Regions from separate parts of the Mus musculus genome. Here region 2 is linked to region 1. A link is a contact called in public Hi-C data. All regions are on one chromosome and are shown on one strand. Each heading gives the region's core, a stretch centred on a gene start, on an enhancer-like site or on the middle of the called end of the contact. The rest is flanking DNA. Distances are from core to core; before and after follow the strand shown.

The links. Hi-C and Micro-C count contacts between places; a contact is called where the count stands out from the background.
Region 2: a Hi-C map of cerebral cortex shows a contact between it and region 1, with 4 times the contacts expected there. The contact joins two enhancer-like sites. A contact is called at or near these places in 4 of 484 Hi-C or Micro-C datasets (the N1E-115 cell line, cerebral cortex, epidermal suprabasal cells and 1 more).

What each region holds. Positions count from the first base shown.
Region 1 is chr9:43,477,570-43,485,242 of GRCm38.p6, forward strand. No RefSeq gene overlaps it. Among named protein-coding and RNA genes, the nearest start is that of Gm36855, 40 kb to the right of the region's middle. Within about 2 kb of position 4,727, at least 43 of the 459 cell types and tissues checked have an H3K27ac peak or open chromatin away from gene starts, as enhancers often do. A contact at or near this core is called in cerebral cortex, where this site is marked.
Region 2 is chr9:43,676,608-43,684,280 of GRCm38.p6, forward strand. It overlaps the pseudogene Gm5364. Among named protein-coding and RNA genes, the nearest start is that of Gm29961, 35 kb to the left of the region's middle. Within about 2 kb of position 4,829, at least 28 of the 459 cell types and tissues checked have an H3K27ac peak or open chromatin away from gene starts, as enhancers often do. A contact at or near this core is called in cerebral cortex, where this site is marked.

The sequences.
Region 1 (7,673 bases), core at 3,477-5,976:
AACCTGCAGTCAGAAGGGCAGGGAGATGGCTGGGTGTGTAAAGATTCTTTTTTTTTTTTTTTAAGATTTATTTATTTATTATATGTAAGTACACTGTAGCTGTCTTCAGACACTCCAGAAGAGGGCGTCAGATCTCGTTACAGATGATTGTGAGCCACCATGTATGTGGTTGCTGGGATTTGAACTTCGGACCTTTGGAAGAGCAGTCGGGTGCTCTTACCCACTGAGCCATCTCACCAGCCCCAAGATTCTTAATGCCAAGTCTGACAACCTTTGTTCTGTCCCTAAGACCTACATGGCAGAAGGACAGAACAAACTTCTGCAAGTGGTCCTCTGACTGTCAGTCAAGCACGGGGGCATGCACACACCCACACTATATAAATAAGTTCGTAACATTTAAAATTCTTGCTGCTAAAGAAGGTTAGGATTAGACATTAGGACAACCATCTTGGTACAGAGAGTACTAGAAAAAGAGAGGGTATTCAGGGGGAATGAGGGGAACCATCCCTTTTCAGGAGATAGGGGCTTCCATAGTTGTCTCTGGCACTGTCTTTGGAGACCTATGCCAGCAGCAGATCACATCTCACCAGGGGCTGCCCTGTCTAGCCTGGCATGGGAGCCCCTGAGAGTGAAAGTATACAACAGGCTGGAATTCCCTGCTGCCCTCCTCTGAGACAGATGCAAAGCCATCAGGAAGTGACTATTTATAAAAGTTTCCTCAGAATAGCAAGGTTCATGTGTACTATATCCAGAGGCTAACCCAAGGCCAGGCACATGTGGGTCCTTACTAAGAATACATTGATTGATTGATGATTAATTGACTGATTGAATGAGTGAGTGAGTGAGTGAACAGCGTTTGTGGTATCAAATAGGGTCTCGGCCTTTCAATTTCACTCTCAAAGGAAGCCATTGTTTCTGGCAGGACATCAAGGACCACAGATGTTTGCAAGGAAGAACTGGTCCACCCTGGATTGCTGGGACTCCATCTTGGGACTCTGCCTGGACTGCTCTGTGAAACCAAAATGGGTCAGCGACCTGGACGGTGGGAGAGAATAAAGCAAAGCAAACTGGCTCCCTTCAGCCTGGCACTCCACTCTTCCCAGCTCTAGCTTGTTGGGGGCTCATCCTCCTGTTTGTTACCAGCCTTCTGGCCCACTGCTGGGACGCGGGCCTCCTGTCTGTTCACAGCCACATGCTTGGTCCCTGGAAAGGTGGAGTCCATATGCTGGCTCTTGGTACTGAGACCAAGGCTTGGTTTGAAGCAACCTTGACGGATGCTTTTGCGGTTGCTAATCTGGAGGGAAGATTGGTACAGCCAGCTCCTCTCACCCCTGCTGTCTCCTGGGAATAGGAGATCTAGGAACTGCAGGAACTGCTAAGCAGAAGTCCTCTGTTTGAAGGCTGGGGGCTGAAGAGCAGCACTGCACTGTCTGAGTTCCTGTTTTGAATTCACCAAGCTGCTCAGCCTCACAGAGGAGTGGCTAGAGGACAAGAGGTCCATCTGCCTCTCCACCTCCTTCATCCTCACCTTGGGCCTCTTTACAGAGTGTGTACCTAACTCTTGACCTCAGAGAGGGTTTTGCTAGCATGGATGTGCCCGTCAGAGCTCTCCTCTGGGGATCTGGGCATGACAGAGCCAAAGCTACATCTCATATAGCAGCACTTGGATTTTAGTGGTGACTTTGGCTCCAGAGGGTTGTGTAGCTCTCCTGTGCCTTCATCTCTACCCTGTTCTAGGCCTATGAGTGCCTCGTGCAGAGAGGTAGGGCCTATTGATGTACCTCACTCCCTGCTCCCTGCATAGAGCCTGGCCCAGGGTGTGTCCAAGGGCGGAAGAATCCCTCGAGAAGGAAAGGAAGTTGACCTTTGACCCTAAGGATCTCTACAACAGAGGGAATCCCTCTTTTAGTTTGTGTCTTTCCTGGATGTTGCTGACTGGTCATGTCTGCTTTCTGGGTCCCTACTACACAGACCTACCTCATTTCCCTTCTTTCCCCATCTGGTAGATCAGCCACACCCGCACTGTGTTGTTCTTCTGCTTTCCCCAGAACTGGAGGTCTTGTCTCCCCACCCTGGATCAAGCCTCTAGGGGTGAATCTTCTTGTGGATCCTCTCTCCATGTTACCCAGAGGGACCCCATGTCTTCAGAAAATCCTTCAGAACTGGGGCCATCCTTTAGTTCAGTTACAGTATTGACCAAGTATCTACTGCAAAACCTAACTACTGGGTACACACACAAGACCTTCTGTGAGTTGGTTCTGTCCACAACCACCTAGCCCTCTCTAAGCACAAGGATGACTTTGAGGTCCATGAGAGTACAAAGCCCGTGTACCATTTCCTATGACATCAGGCCTCTCTCTCGGCTCCACAGACCCTCAGACTCACCAGCTTGTCCAGACTCGGCCCTGCCATTCTCTCCCCCTGCTACCTACACACGGAGCACGGGTGTCAGTAGCATCTCCCCATGCCACTTGTCTTGTGTATTCTGTGCTTGTGACACAGAGGCCTCGTCTCCCTCGGTGCTCCCTTCAGTGCAGGACCGTATCACCTTCCTTACATCCCCAAGATCCCCCATGTGCCACCGACTGAATGCTTTGGGTTTCCCCAGATGAAAACAGTTAAATCCTACCTTCAAGGTAAGTGTATGAAGAGGCGTCCCTGAAGGGACTGTTGGGTCTCTGCTTCCCTCCAGCCCCTTTCTGTCTCCCTGACACCCTGAGGGGAGCAGTTTCTTCACCATTTGCTCCCACATGGCATTCAGTCCAGACCCTGAGCTGAGACCTCTGAGAGCATGAGCCAAAATTAACCTCTCCCCTGTGCAAGTTGTTTGCCTCGGTACTTTGTCACAGTGAGGTGTTTGGCCCTCCTTTTCAAGTGGATGTGGGGGTTCCTGCTCCTTTATCCTTTTCTTCACTTTTGACCAAGAGGTGAGGAGTTTTGCCTCCATCCATGCCTTCCAGAACATTCTACCTCGAGCCATGAAAACTGTCTAGTGATTAATCCCAGGGCACTTTCCCTCCTGGGGAACCTGCTCTATGTTAAAAGCTCTACCTGAGCTCTTAAGCCAGAGAGCACGGAGCCAACTGACCTGGACTGAAACCTTCCAATGTGGTAGTCAAATTAAACCTATTTTTATGTCTCGATTGTTACCTCGAGTGTTTGCCACAGTGATAGGAGGCTGCTAAACACAGACCGACTGAATAATGATGATAGCTTCACTTGGTAAGTACCTACTGTTTACCAAGCACTTGGCTAACTCAACTTTTATTACCATGCTCATTAAGTCCTTATCCAACAACAGGGTGGGCACAGCACATTCTTTTATCTCTTTTTCAGACAGTAACACCAAGGCTCAGAGAGGGTAGTAACTACCTTGTCTAGAGCCAGACAGTAACTACTAAAGCTTGTAATCCAAGGCCTGGGCATATGGCCACTGGACCTTGGGTGGGGCTGGGTTGGGAAGTCTCCTCAGGCATTTTGACTCTTAGCTGAGTTTTGCTGTCTGCAGCATCATGTGGCCGTTGTTCCTCTATGCTGGGTAACCCTGCACAAATGCCAACTAAAAACCCTGTCACCTAGAGTCCCAGAGGTTTCTTCCTGAAGGGACATGCTGCTCTTGTGACAAGGGAGGTAGAGTTGGGGGAGGAAGTGCCTGGGGCCTGTCATCTTGTCCCTGACTCCTACCTTCTGCTACTGAGTGACAGTCAGCCAGAGCGGTGGGGAAGGAGGAGAGCTCTAAGGACCCACAAGAGACTGTTCATTTTGGCTCCTAGCCCATGGTGGAGTTAAGTGGCTGGAAAACTCCTAATTGGGGTATGGGGGTGTGTGGCCAAGGCAGCTGCAGCTGTGACAGCTCGACCATGTGCCAGCCTTGAGATCAAACCACTTACAGGATACATCCCTCAGGAGAGGTGTCTATGCCCAAACAAAGAGATGCTGAAGCCAATCTTACCCTGTGTGGGGACAGAACCAGAGACATCAAAGCTGGCTCTAGCCCCAGGAGCTCACACAGTCTTCCCAGCTGGAAAAACTCATCAAGGAGTAAGTTCGGAATTTACTACCTAACAAACAAGACAGGATAGCGTCAGCCTCCTCTCTGGGAAAAGAGGCTGGGAGTCTAGGCTGTCCTTGCTGCAAAACCTGGGACCCAAGGTCTGAAATTGAGTGTAAGTTCATTAGGAGGGAGAGTGCCCTGAGAATAATTATTAGATTATTCTCAACACTGTATATTGGGGTTTGTATTTGAGTATTTTTATGTTAAAAAACCCAACCAAACAAAACTAAGCCATCCTATAGCATTGTGCTCCTCCTAAGTGACACAGGTGTCACAGGTCCTGGATGGTGACCCACTGCCTAGTGGTCCTATAAAGATGACCATAGCAGCTTCCTGTAGGCATCAGAGAATGCCCAACACTGTATTCCATAATTACATCATTTTGTCCCTGTTTAAACCAATCTGGTAACTTCCGTTTCATTTGTTCCCATAGCAAGCAGAGCAGACATTGCTCATCTCTCTTTGCAGATATGAAATTGCTGAGACACAGTGCAAGGGAAACTAGAACCTGGAATCCTTAATCCAGACCCAGCACCCTCTCACAGCAAAGCATTTCTGTCTGAGCTGTTTGTCCACTGTCTGAAAAGCAAGCGGATCCTAAACGGTGAGGATGTAACAGTACTGCAGAAAGCTGTGCAGGGCTCTTGCTGGGCAGGCAGCCACACTGGCCTTCTGGAGTCCTGGGAGACAGCTCAGAACTTGGAAGACAATGTTCTATTACATGGTTTCCCACTGGGCCTGCATGTTGAGCTCAACAAACATTCAGAGAAGAGTAAATGCTTGGGCCATTTTCCCCCATGGAAGGATGAGACTGTCTCAGAGATGAAACGCACTACCGCTGCTGCTGTCTTCTCTATGGCTCTGACGTCTCTTCTCTCTCCCCAGCCCTGGCCATCGGAGGCATCTGGATAGGCAGGGCTTGGAGAACAGGAGTGAGACCTAGCAAGGCTTCACATCTGGCAGTCACAGCTCTGAAGGGACCGAAACAATTCATCACAGCCCTCCCCTGCTTCTAGTACACCTTGCTATAGGTTGGCTCAGCTTCTCTAGTCGCTCAGCTCCTCAGTACTGGGAGGAGCTTGCCAAGGCCCCTGGATCCTCACACATGGTGGATTCTACCCTCCCAGGGCATCCCTGTAGTACAGATGTCAGTCCTGCAGTCAGAAAAACAGAGAGAGGCCCAGAAGACAGCTGAAGGCAAAGAGGAGATCTGGGCTGGGCTGCAGATTCAGTGACGCATTTGGAGTGGAGCCCTGGTCTTCAGTTCCCGTGCAGACTTCAGGACATGTGTCATAAGGGAATCCCAAAGGGCAGTCCTGGATCACACACTTCTATGTCAGCTATTTATTTTCGAAGGTCCTCCACATGTGGTCTGTGTCATTTTGCTGTGGCAGGAAGGCAAGGTGCAGGTGTTTTGAGGCTGGTCAGCAGCAGTGGATTTAATGGGAAGCCAGGCTGAAGCCTTGCTCTCCTGTCAGGCGGCCTGGACCCTTCTAGAGGAGGTATCCTCTCTTCCCAGGGAGACTGGAGTGGCCTTGTGTTATAGAGGACTCGTGAGTATAGCACAGCCTTGTGTTTCAACAAGAGAGATTTGAGGAAACTTTGAGGTTGTCACCCCTCACAGTGCCCAGGTTTTCTTACTCCCCATGAGCAGGGGGAGAGGAAGGGAACACTGGACTACTGTAGAGTCTGTGACAATGGTCTGGTTTCCAGAAAAGACATCAGGCTGCCCCCTTTCTGCCCACACACTCTCAGACTGCCAGCACACACCAGCTGCCAACCTGATTCTAGTTAGCTCCACGACTGCCCTGGGAAGGCAAGCTCCCCAGACATTATTATCAGTGTAACAACCCAGTGTGACAGTCTGGCTCCCAAACACCTGACATGTGTGGTTCTATACATCAGGGTTAGTGTTTGTCTTTGTCTACTGGGGCTGTGGTGACAAAATACCACGGAGTGGGTAACTCAGAAATCAGAGTATCGTTCTCATAGTTTTGAAGATTGGGAAGTCCAGGGTCAGAAACTGGCAGATTCAGTGTCCCACGGTGGGAGCCTCATTCCTGACTCATAGATGACAATTGTGTCTTCACATAGTGGAAGGGGTAAAGGGTTTCTCTCAGATCGCTTTCCTAGTGGCACTAATGCCATTAAGGAGATTCTTGAAGGTCTCATAGTATTATCATCTTGTGGAGCAAGATTTCAGTACCTGAAATTTTTTAAAGATTTTTTTATTTCATGTGTCTGAGTATTCTGCCTGTATGTATGTATGTGCACCCTGTATTTTATGTGTCTGAGTGTTCTGCCTGTATGTATGTATGTGCACCCTGTATTTTATCTGTCTGAGATTTCTGCCTGTATGTATGTATGTGCACCCTGTATTTTATGTGTCTGAGTGTTCTGCCTGTATGTATGTATGTATGTATGTATGTATGTATGTATGTGCACCCTGTGCATGCAGTGTCCACAGAGACCAGAAGAGGGCGCTGGATCCACTGAAGCTGGAAGTTACAGACAGTCGTTGGCTGGGTAGAACATGCTGGGAATACAACTTGGCTCTTCTACTTGCTGATGGATTGAGCCATTTCTTCAGTCCCATTTGTACTTGAATGTTTGAGGCACATAAACAAGTGTAATGAGAATTTGGGTCTCTTTAAAAACATAGGAATGTTATGGGAATATATTTCAATCCCAAGGTGTGGGATATGGGGCTGCTTCAGATTGTCCACAACAGCAGACTGATTTGCCTCATGCTCTGGGAGGGGCATGAGTTTGCCAGCTGCAGATAGTTTTGACAAATGTATGAGATGTGGAATTCTGGGGACTCTTGGGAGGGAGGGTATATAGATGCAAGAGCTCTGAGAGGAGTATAGAGCTTGCTGTTCCTCCTGCTGTAGATGGCTGCTGCTGCTGTTGGCTTCGAGTTGCTGGCTGTTGGTTGTTGTTGGTTGTTGGTTGCTGGTTGTTGGTTGCTGGTTGTTGGTTGTTGTTGGTTGTTGGTTGTTGGTTGTTGGTTGTGAGTTGCTGGTTGCTGGTTCCTGGTTGGAGATATCCTAAAAATGAAGCTCAAAATCTCCCCCAAGGAACTCGATGCCCCTAAGCAGCAGGAAATAGTCTAATGGTATCTATGGATGCTCCCTTTCGCCTCTAGCCTTCTTTCTCTCCTCACCAGAATTTCGAGATTGGAAGGGTTAAGGGTCGAGACGGGTGGTAGAAATAGAAACCCATGAAGTAGCCAAAAGTCTGGCTACAACAGAGTCCACACAGTACAAGAATATCAAGGAGCAAGGTAGGCATTCTGCTCAGTCATAGGAGGGACTCCAGCTGTTCTACTTTCATTTCTGTTGCTGTGATAAAATACTCTGAAAGAGTTTGCTTTAACTTCTAGGTTCCTGTCCATCATTAAGGAACAGACAAGGCAGGAATTTCAAACAGCCAGGCACATTATATCCACAGTCAAGCACAGAGAGAAATGAATGCACACACATGATTGCTTGCTTGTACAAAGCTTGACTCCTATACAGTTCAGGGCCTCCTGCCTAGGGAGTGGATCCACCCACACTGGGCTGGGTCTTGCTACGTCAATGAACTTAATTAAGACAATCTCCACAGACAAGCTAAC
Region 2 (7,673 bases), core at 3,579-6,078, 200 kb after region 1:
TCTGGCCAAAGCAATGGCCACAAACTAGTTAGCAGTAACGAAATTTCATTCTGTAAAGTTCTTGAGCCAGAAATCCCAAACCCAGGTGTCAGAAGGGTTGACCGTCTATCTCCAAGCCCACTGGAGAATCCTCCCTCTAAGCCCTCCTTCCAGGAATTCCAGACACTCCCGGGTCTGTACAGCCTAGAGTTCCAGCCCAGCACTGCCAGGCCTTCCCCGGTCTTCTGTGTGCCCCTCTCAAGACACTTGTAATTGAACTGAGATTCTTCCCTGGGAATCCAGGATGTCTTCCCTGGGTTAAACATGCCTACAAAGACTTTCTTCTTCTTCTTCTTCTTCTTCTTCTTCTTCTTCTTCTTCTTCTTCTTCTTCTTCTTCTTCTTCTTCTTCTCCTTCTCCTTCTCCTTCTCCTTCTCCTTCTCCTTCTCCTTCTCCTTCTCCTTCTCCTTCTCCTTCTCCTTCTCCTTCTTCTTCTTCTTCTTTCTTTTTTTTTTTTTTTTTTTGAGACTAGCCCTGGCTGACCTTGAATTCACAGAGATTTGCTTGACATTGTCTCCTTCTCCCAAGTGCTGGCCTTAACGGAGTCTATCACACATCCAGCTTTTTTTTTTTTTATTAAAAAAAGAGCGGTATCAAAAGATGGCCTAGTCGGCCATCACTGGAAAGAGAGGCCCATTGGACACGCAAACTTTATATGCCCCAGTACAGGGGAACGCCAGGGCCAAAAAGGGGGAGTGGGTGGGTAGGGGAGTGGGGGTGGGTGGGTATGGGGGACTTTTGGTATAGCATTGGAAATGTAAATGAGCTAAATACCTAATAAAAAATGGAAAAAAAGAGCGTGAAGTGTGTGTGTGTGTGTGTGTGTGTGTGTGTGTGTGTGTGTATGGAAGTCAGAGGACAACCTACAGGAGCCTCGGTTCTCTCTTTCCACCATGTGTTGTCCTGGGATTTGAACTCTTGTCGTCAGGGTTGGTGGTAAGTGCCTTTACCCCACTGATCCATCTTCCCTGCCATGCAAAGACCCCCAATTACAAATCAAGATATGCTCTTGTTTGTTTGTTTGTGTGTGTGTTTGTTTGTTTCAAGATAGATTATCACAATGTAGCCCTGGACAGTCTGGAATTCACTTTGTAGAGCAGGCTGGCCTTTAACTCTCAGAGATCCACCTGCTTCTGCCTCCTAGGTAGGTGCTGTGATTAAAGATGTGTGCCTCTGTGTCCTGCTCAGGATAGACATATATGCCCCTATGTTCTGAGTGTGGACTTAACTTGGGGAGATGGACTATTCAAGCCCACTGCGATATATTTTATTTTCCAAATCCTACTACCATAATGTGTCATATGCTGAGGAGTATGAATTAAGAGTGGAATTCAAAGGTCACACTCTTCCCCCAAACTCCATCCCCTCCCCTCTTTCCTCATCTCAGGGTTTCTCCAGGGAATCACTAGACAAGCAGGCATCCTCTGCCACCATCACTGTCCTAGCTGGGAGGTGGCCTTGCTCTTCCCATGGACTCCCACGTGCTCCTGAAGAACCAGGCCAAGCTCTGCCACATATCAGATCCTTGGACAGCAGAGGTGTGGTGGCTAAGGAGTGGGTGGCCTCTGGCATAGGAGCTTGGCTAGAAATACCAAGGGTCGATAGAAAGTGACCAGCAGCCCAGTGGGCAGGGGAAATGAAGAGGCTTAGACTGCTAAGAGATGCACAAGAAACCAAAGCGCCCTCCTTGGAGATAAGGATACACAACAGTCCAGCTTGTCACCTCCAAGCCTAAGCTCTGTATGTGTATGTTCAAGTGGTGGCTCATTTGCACCAGCCAGACCCCTACTTGATGAAGAGAGAAACAGTACTGAACTCAAAGGATTGTCTGAGAGCCTCAGTTAAATAAATGCTATAAAAATAAAATGTAGCTAAAAATAAGCCAGTTGTACTGACACACACCGTTGATCCCAGCACTTGGAAGGTAAAGATTATTCCTCAGTAGTTTGAAGCTGGTCTGGGCTACCTGAAACCCTGTCTCCAAAGATGAAACAAGCAAACAGACACGCAGCAAAAACAACGGACAGTGACAACAGTCTGGGAACAACTGACAAACTACCTGTCCCTTGTCCCTTGCCTCCAGATACACAGAAAGGGTAGCAGAGAAGGGACAAGCAGAGCCTGGCCACTCCGTGTGGTGGCCTCCTGAGAAGGTGGATTGAACCAGATGAAGGTACAGGGCAGCAAGGGTCAGGGTCAGGTACGAGGGACAGGCAGTGTCAGATAACTGCTCCTCCAGGACAGAGGACAAGACCTCTTGCTCTCAGCTTGGCTCCCTTCCCCCAGCAGTTAGTGTATCAAGGCAGGGCCCCCTTTTTTTCTTAGCTCTGCTCTTGTCTTGGTGACTATCACTGAACCTGGCATTCAGTAGAAGATTTGGGCAAAGCCCACTGGCAGGGGCCAGGCGGGAAAGAAGCTGAGGCACTCACCCAGAAGATGCTAACGAACTGAGCCGATTAATTGAGCCAATTATGGAAGCTTCCCGGGAGGGATGGGAGCAAGCCTGGCTCCTGGGGACCAGGTGCGGAACCGTAAGAGTGGCTGATAGAAAGAGCTAGCCTGAACTCTGTGTCCCAACCCCTGCCATTCTGCACAGGTTTGAGATGGAGGGCTGGACCCATGCTGCCACAAGAACCTGGCAACTTTGGTCTCTTGAGCTGCCCATATGGGCGGTAGGCTGGAGAAAGGGTGGGTACCCGGGACAGTGCAGGAAGAGAGGCGCTGAGCAAATGAATGACTAGGTGAAGGGATGAATTACCTTGCCCGACACGCCCTCAGCTAATTTTGGAGTGTGAATGGAAGTGTGAGTGAATTCGGTTCATGAATCACGGCGGAGTGCTGAGGGTGTGCCGGAACAGAGCACAGAGAGCCTCCCACTCCTCCTCTCCACCGGTCTCCACAACCAAGAGGCAGGCCCCCTTGCTACTGTGGCTTTGTCTCCTTGACAGTCTCCTCGTGGCTGATGCGTGAGCAAAGGAGTCGGCATTGAACTGGAGTCCTCCGGGCTGCAGAAGCTCCGTGGAGCCCAGCGGGAGGTGCGCATGGGCCTGGGAGTCAGAACGTGAACTTGGATGTGAGTTTGCAGGAGTGAAAACCTGAGACCTGAGTGCCTGGGCACACAACACAGGATGCAGGAGCCCCAGAAGCATGCCCCCTTCACGGATGTGTGTCTCTGAGAACACTGGTCCTTCCCTGGTACCTTGATTTGACTTGGAAACAGTCTCTGGCAGCACCATGCCCAGCTGAAGGCAAAGGTCAGGTTCCAGCTGAGAGCAGAGGCCCCTCCAAGGCCTCCTCTCCACCCCCACACCCCATACCCTGCCTTCAAGCTTTCTCAGGCTCCCCCCTCCTACCTGTGCTGTCTCCACCCACGGGCCAGAGGGTTGGCTCTTAAAAGAGGCAAATCTAATTGCCAGCCGTTTCTGCCGTGTTTTGTTTGTGTGAATGGTTAAAAGTCTCTTTATTTGGATGAGAGAGGCTATACTCAAATTAAGGCTGAAAAGAGCTCTCTCCCAGAATCAGTTTTATCAACATATAATTTACATAAAACAAGATGCATTTATGTTAAATGTATAGATAGCTTTTTTTTTTTTTTTTTTTTTTTTTTTACTATTTTTGTTTTTGTTCTTGTTTGAGACAGGGTCTTACAATGTAGCCCAAGCTGATTCCCCTGGGGGCGGGGGGGGGGGGGACGGGACGGTCTGACCTCAATTCTTCAAGCTTGCCTAGCAAGCAAACACTTTATCAACTGAGCTAGCAGACCCCCAACTCCCACACACCCACAGCCCACCCCCCTGCCCAGCACAGTTCTTGAGACAGGTCCTCACTCTAGCCTAGGCGGGCCTAGAACTCACTCTGTAACCCAGTCTGGTCTTCAAAGCCACGTCAGTCCTTCTAACCCAGCCTCCTGGGTGTTGGGATTACACGTGTGAGCCTGGCTTTCCATCCCACTAACAGACATTGACACCCGGGGCCTTCTGCGAGACAGAATCTCACTAAGTTGCTGTGTCAGCTGTTCTTCTCACTTTCATTGATGTGATCAAAGACCTGACAAGAAACAGGTGAAGGGCAGAAAGGTTCCTTTGACTCCGTCTGAGGGTACGTGGTTTACTGTGGCAGGGAAGTCCTGGTGGAAGAGTTGGAGTGCGTGCCAGATGGTCACATCTTAGAAGACCAGAAAGTGGAGGAAAGAGAAAGCCAACACTCACCTGGCTTTCTCCTTATTCCCCTTTTATTCAGCCAAGGTGTTGGCCCCTCACCCCTGACACCCACATTCAGAGTGACTCTTCCTTTCTCAGCTAAACCTCTCTGGAAACATTTTCACAGACATGCCCAGAGTTGTGTCCCCTAGGTGAGTCTAAATCCCGTCACAGTGACAATAAAGATCAAACATCACAATTACTCAGGTTGGCCCTGAGACTTCTCTGTCTCTGCCAGGGCTACTCATTCCCCAGCCTCTCTAGTAGCTGGGGTTACAGGTCAGGCTACTTTCTTGCTTATGACACACACTTGGTGTTGATTGAATCCTGGATTATATGGTTTTACATATAACATTCTTCTCTCCTACTTGACCACAAGCTGTATACAGGAGTCATGCCCCTGTCTCCTGAGTACCTGGCACTGTTTCTGACAGAGGAGCTACTTGGTGGATGTTTCAGGAGACTGCACAAAGATATGGATGGCTGAGACCCAGGGAAGCCCAAGGCTTAAACAGAGACCTGGGCAGCCAGACTCAATAGTGATCCTACCCAGATCCAGAAAGGGAGGGAACAGAGCAGGCAGGAGAGAAAATGACTCATCTACAGAGATACATAGCAAAGAAGGAAACTGCCGTTCAGCAACTTCTCCACCTTCCCTACTGTGGGGGAGTGAATGTTCCAGCCCCCGGTGAGCTGGGGTGGTGATGAACACTCAGAGCTTCAGGGCCCTTTTAACAGGCCTGGAGCAGCCACCAGGGAGTTCTCAACCCAGAGAGGCATTCAGGGCTCCCCCCCACTGCCTCTACCTTGTCCCCGAGTCCCCCTACAGCAGCTGTCTCCACCCCACCTCAGAGACTGTGTGAGTGATCTGCTCCGAGAGAGCATGGCAGCCATCCTGAAGGACTGTGAAAAGCAAAGCAACCTCACTTCTCAAGACAGAGGGCAGGGTGACCCAGGTCATGGGACGTATCCCACAGCACAGTGACAGGACCAGAGGCAGGAACACCAAGACCTGAACTAAGCTTAACTGGAGGAGATTCTCAGAAACCCCTCTGAAGCATGAAGGCAGGGACTGGGGAATGAGTGGGGAGAGGTAGAATTCTCGCCTAGCATGCACAAGACCCTGGGTTCTGACCCCAGTGCCCCGTAGGCTGGGTATGGCAATCTCAGCACTCAAGAGGCAGAAGCAGGAGGATCAGAAGTTCAAGGTTATCTTTAGCCAGGAAGTGAATTTGAGGCCAGCCAAGGCTACATGCATGAACCCGTGTCTCCAGAAGCTCGGGGACTCTGTGCCTCTGAGCTGCCCCAGACTCCAGTTGCGGGGGATGGAGAGAGAGAAAACTGGGACCAGGGGCCAGGACTTGTCCTGCCTGTCATCCTCTCCATGACTCCTCAGGGATGAGTCACCATAGCCCAAACCCAGACTCCAAGGATGACAAAGTAAGCAGGTGGGAGAAACAGGGCTCTGACTGAGCATGGTCCCGGTCTCCTAATCCTAAAGCAGGGAGACAGAACCACTTACATCTCCACAGAGCTCGCCAGGATTAAATAAGATGACAGATGTAACATCCTGGCTCACAGTTAGTATTCAAAAGATGGCAGCTCCTGTCACTAAGAAACCTTCAATTTCTGAAGAGTGTGTGTTTAACCTTCCCACTTGTGGAGTGCTTGTGGTTTATGAAACACTAGCCTGTTTACTTCTTCTTTTGATCCTTACACAACTGTGTGTGTTGTATGTTTGCATGTTTGTGTGTATGTATGTATGTATGTATGTATGTGGAGGCCAGAGTCACATCAAGTGCCTTCCTCAATTGCATTCCACCTTATTTTTTCTGTTGTTGTTTTTCTATTATTTTATGTTTATCTGTGTTTTACCTTCAGTCCAAGGGTATTCAAAGGTTTTATGGAAGCCTTAAGAAGAGAGACACGCCCCCCCCCAAAAAAAAAGCTGGAGATGGTTCAGTGGTTAAGAGCACTGACTGCTCTTCTGAAGGTCCTGAGTTCAAATCCCAGCAACCACGTGGTGACTCACAACCACCAGTAATGAGATCTGACACCCTCTTCTGGTGTGTCTGAAGACAGCTACAGTGTACTCATAATAATAAATAAATCGGTGGCGCAGACGGCAGGCAGAGCTGGTCACATTGTGCTGGGGCTCCGTGCTGCCTGCAGTCCTGAGAGCCTGCTACGAGCTCGAGCTCAGCCATGGAGCCTGTCCCCAATGGCCCAGCCGCGCTCGGCCCTGCTGCCATCCATAAGGGCTGGTTCCGAGAGACCTGCAGCCTGTGGCCCGGCCAAGCCCTGTCGCTGCAAGTGGAGCAGCTGCTGCACCACCGGCGCTCGCGGTAACAAGACATCCTTGTCTTCCTGAGTAAAACCTACAGCAACGTGCTGGTTCTGGATGGTGTCATCCAGTGTACTGAGAGGGACGAGTTCTTCTACCAGGAGATGATCGCCAACCTGCCGCTCTACAACCACCCCAACCCGTGGAAGGTGCTGATCATCGGGGGTGAAGATGGGAGCGCCCTACGGGAAGTGGTGAAGCACCCCTCTGTGGAGTCTGTGGTCCAGTGCGAGATCGATGAGGATGCCATTAAAGTCTCTTAGAAGTTCCTGCCTGGCATAGCTGTTGGCTTCTCCAGCTCAAAGCTGACTATCCATGTGGGTGTTCATGAAACAGAACCAAGATGACTTCGACGTCATCATCACCGACTTCTCAGACCCCATGGGCCCTGCTGAGAGCCTCTTCAAGGAGTCCTATTACCAGCTCATGAAGACAGTGCTCAAGTAAGATGGCATCCTCTGCTGCCAGGGTGAGTGCCAGTGGCTGCACCTGGACCTCATCAAGGAGATGAGGCACTTCTGCAGACCTCTTTTCCCTGTGGTGGGCTACGCCTACTGTACCGTTCCCACCTATCCCAGTGGCCAGATCGGCTTCATGCTGTGTAGCAAAACCCGAGCACCAACTTCCAGGAGCCTGTGCAGCATTAACACAGGCCCAGGTGGAGCAGATGCAGCTAAAATGCTATAACTTGGACATGCAACGCACAGCCTTTGCACTGCCTGAGTTCACCCGGAAGGCCCTGAATGGCATAAGCTGAATCCAGGTGCCACTGTAACACCACCCGAGACCTCAATCAGATTGAACCAAGGATCTTCCAAGTTGTCTGGGGACCACCAGTCCTGGTCCAGACTCCCAGATGACTCTTGCCCACCAACCAAGGGTTATAGGCCCCACAATGCTGCCTGGCCTGCCCTGCTGGGTGGACTCAGTTTCTGTCTGTCTATCTCTGTGGTGTTCAGCCCCACACCTATACCAGTTCTGTACAGCACCACCTATGCCCTGTGACCCAACAAAATACATATGTATTTATAACTAAATAATAATAATAAATAAATCTTTTGGGCCTGAAAGAGCAAAGTTGACCAGAGCAA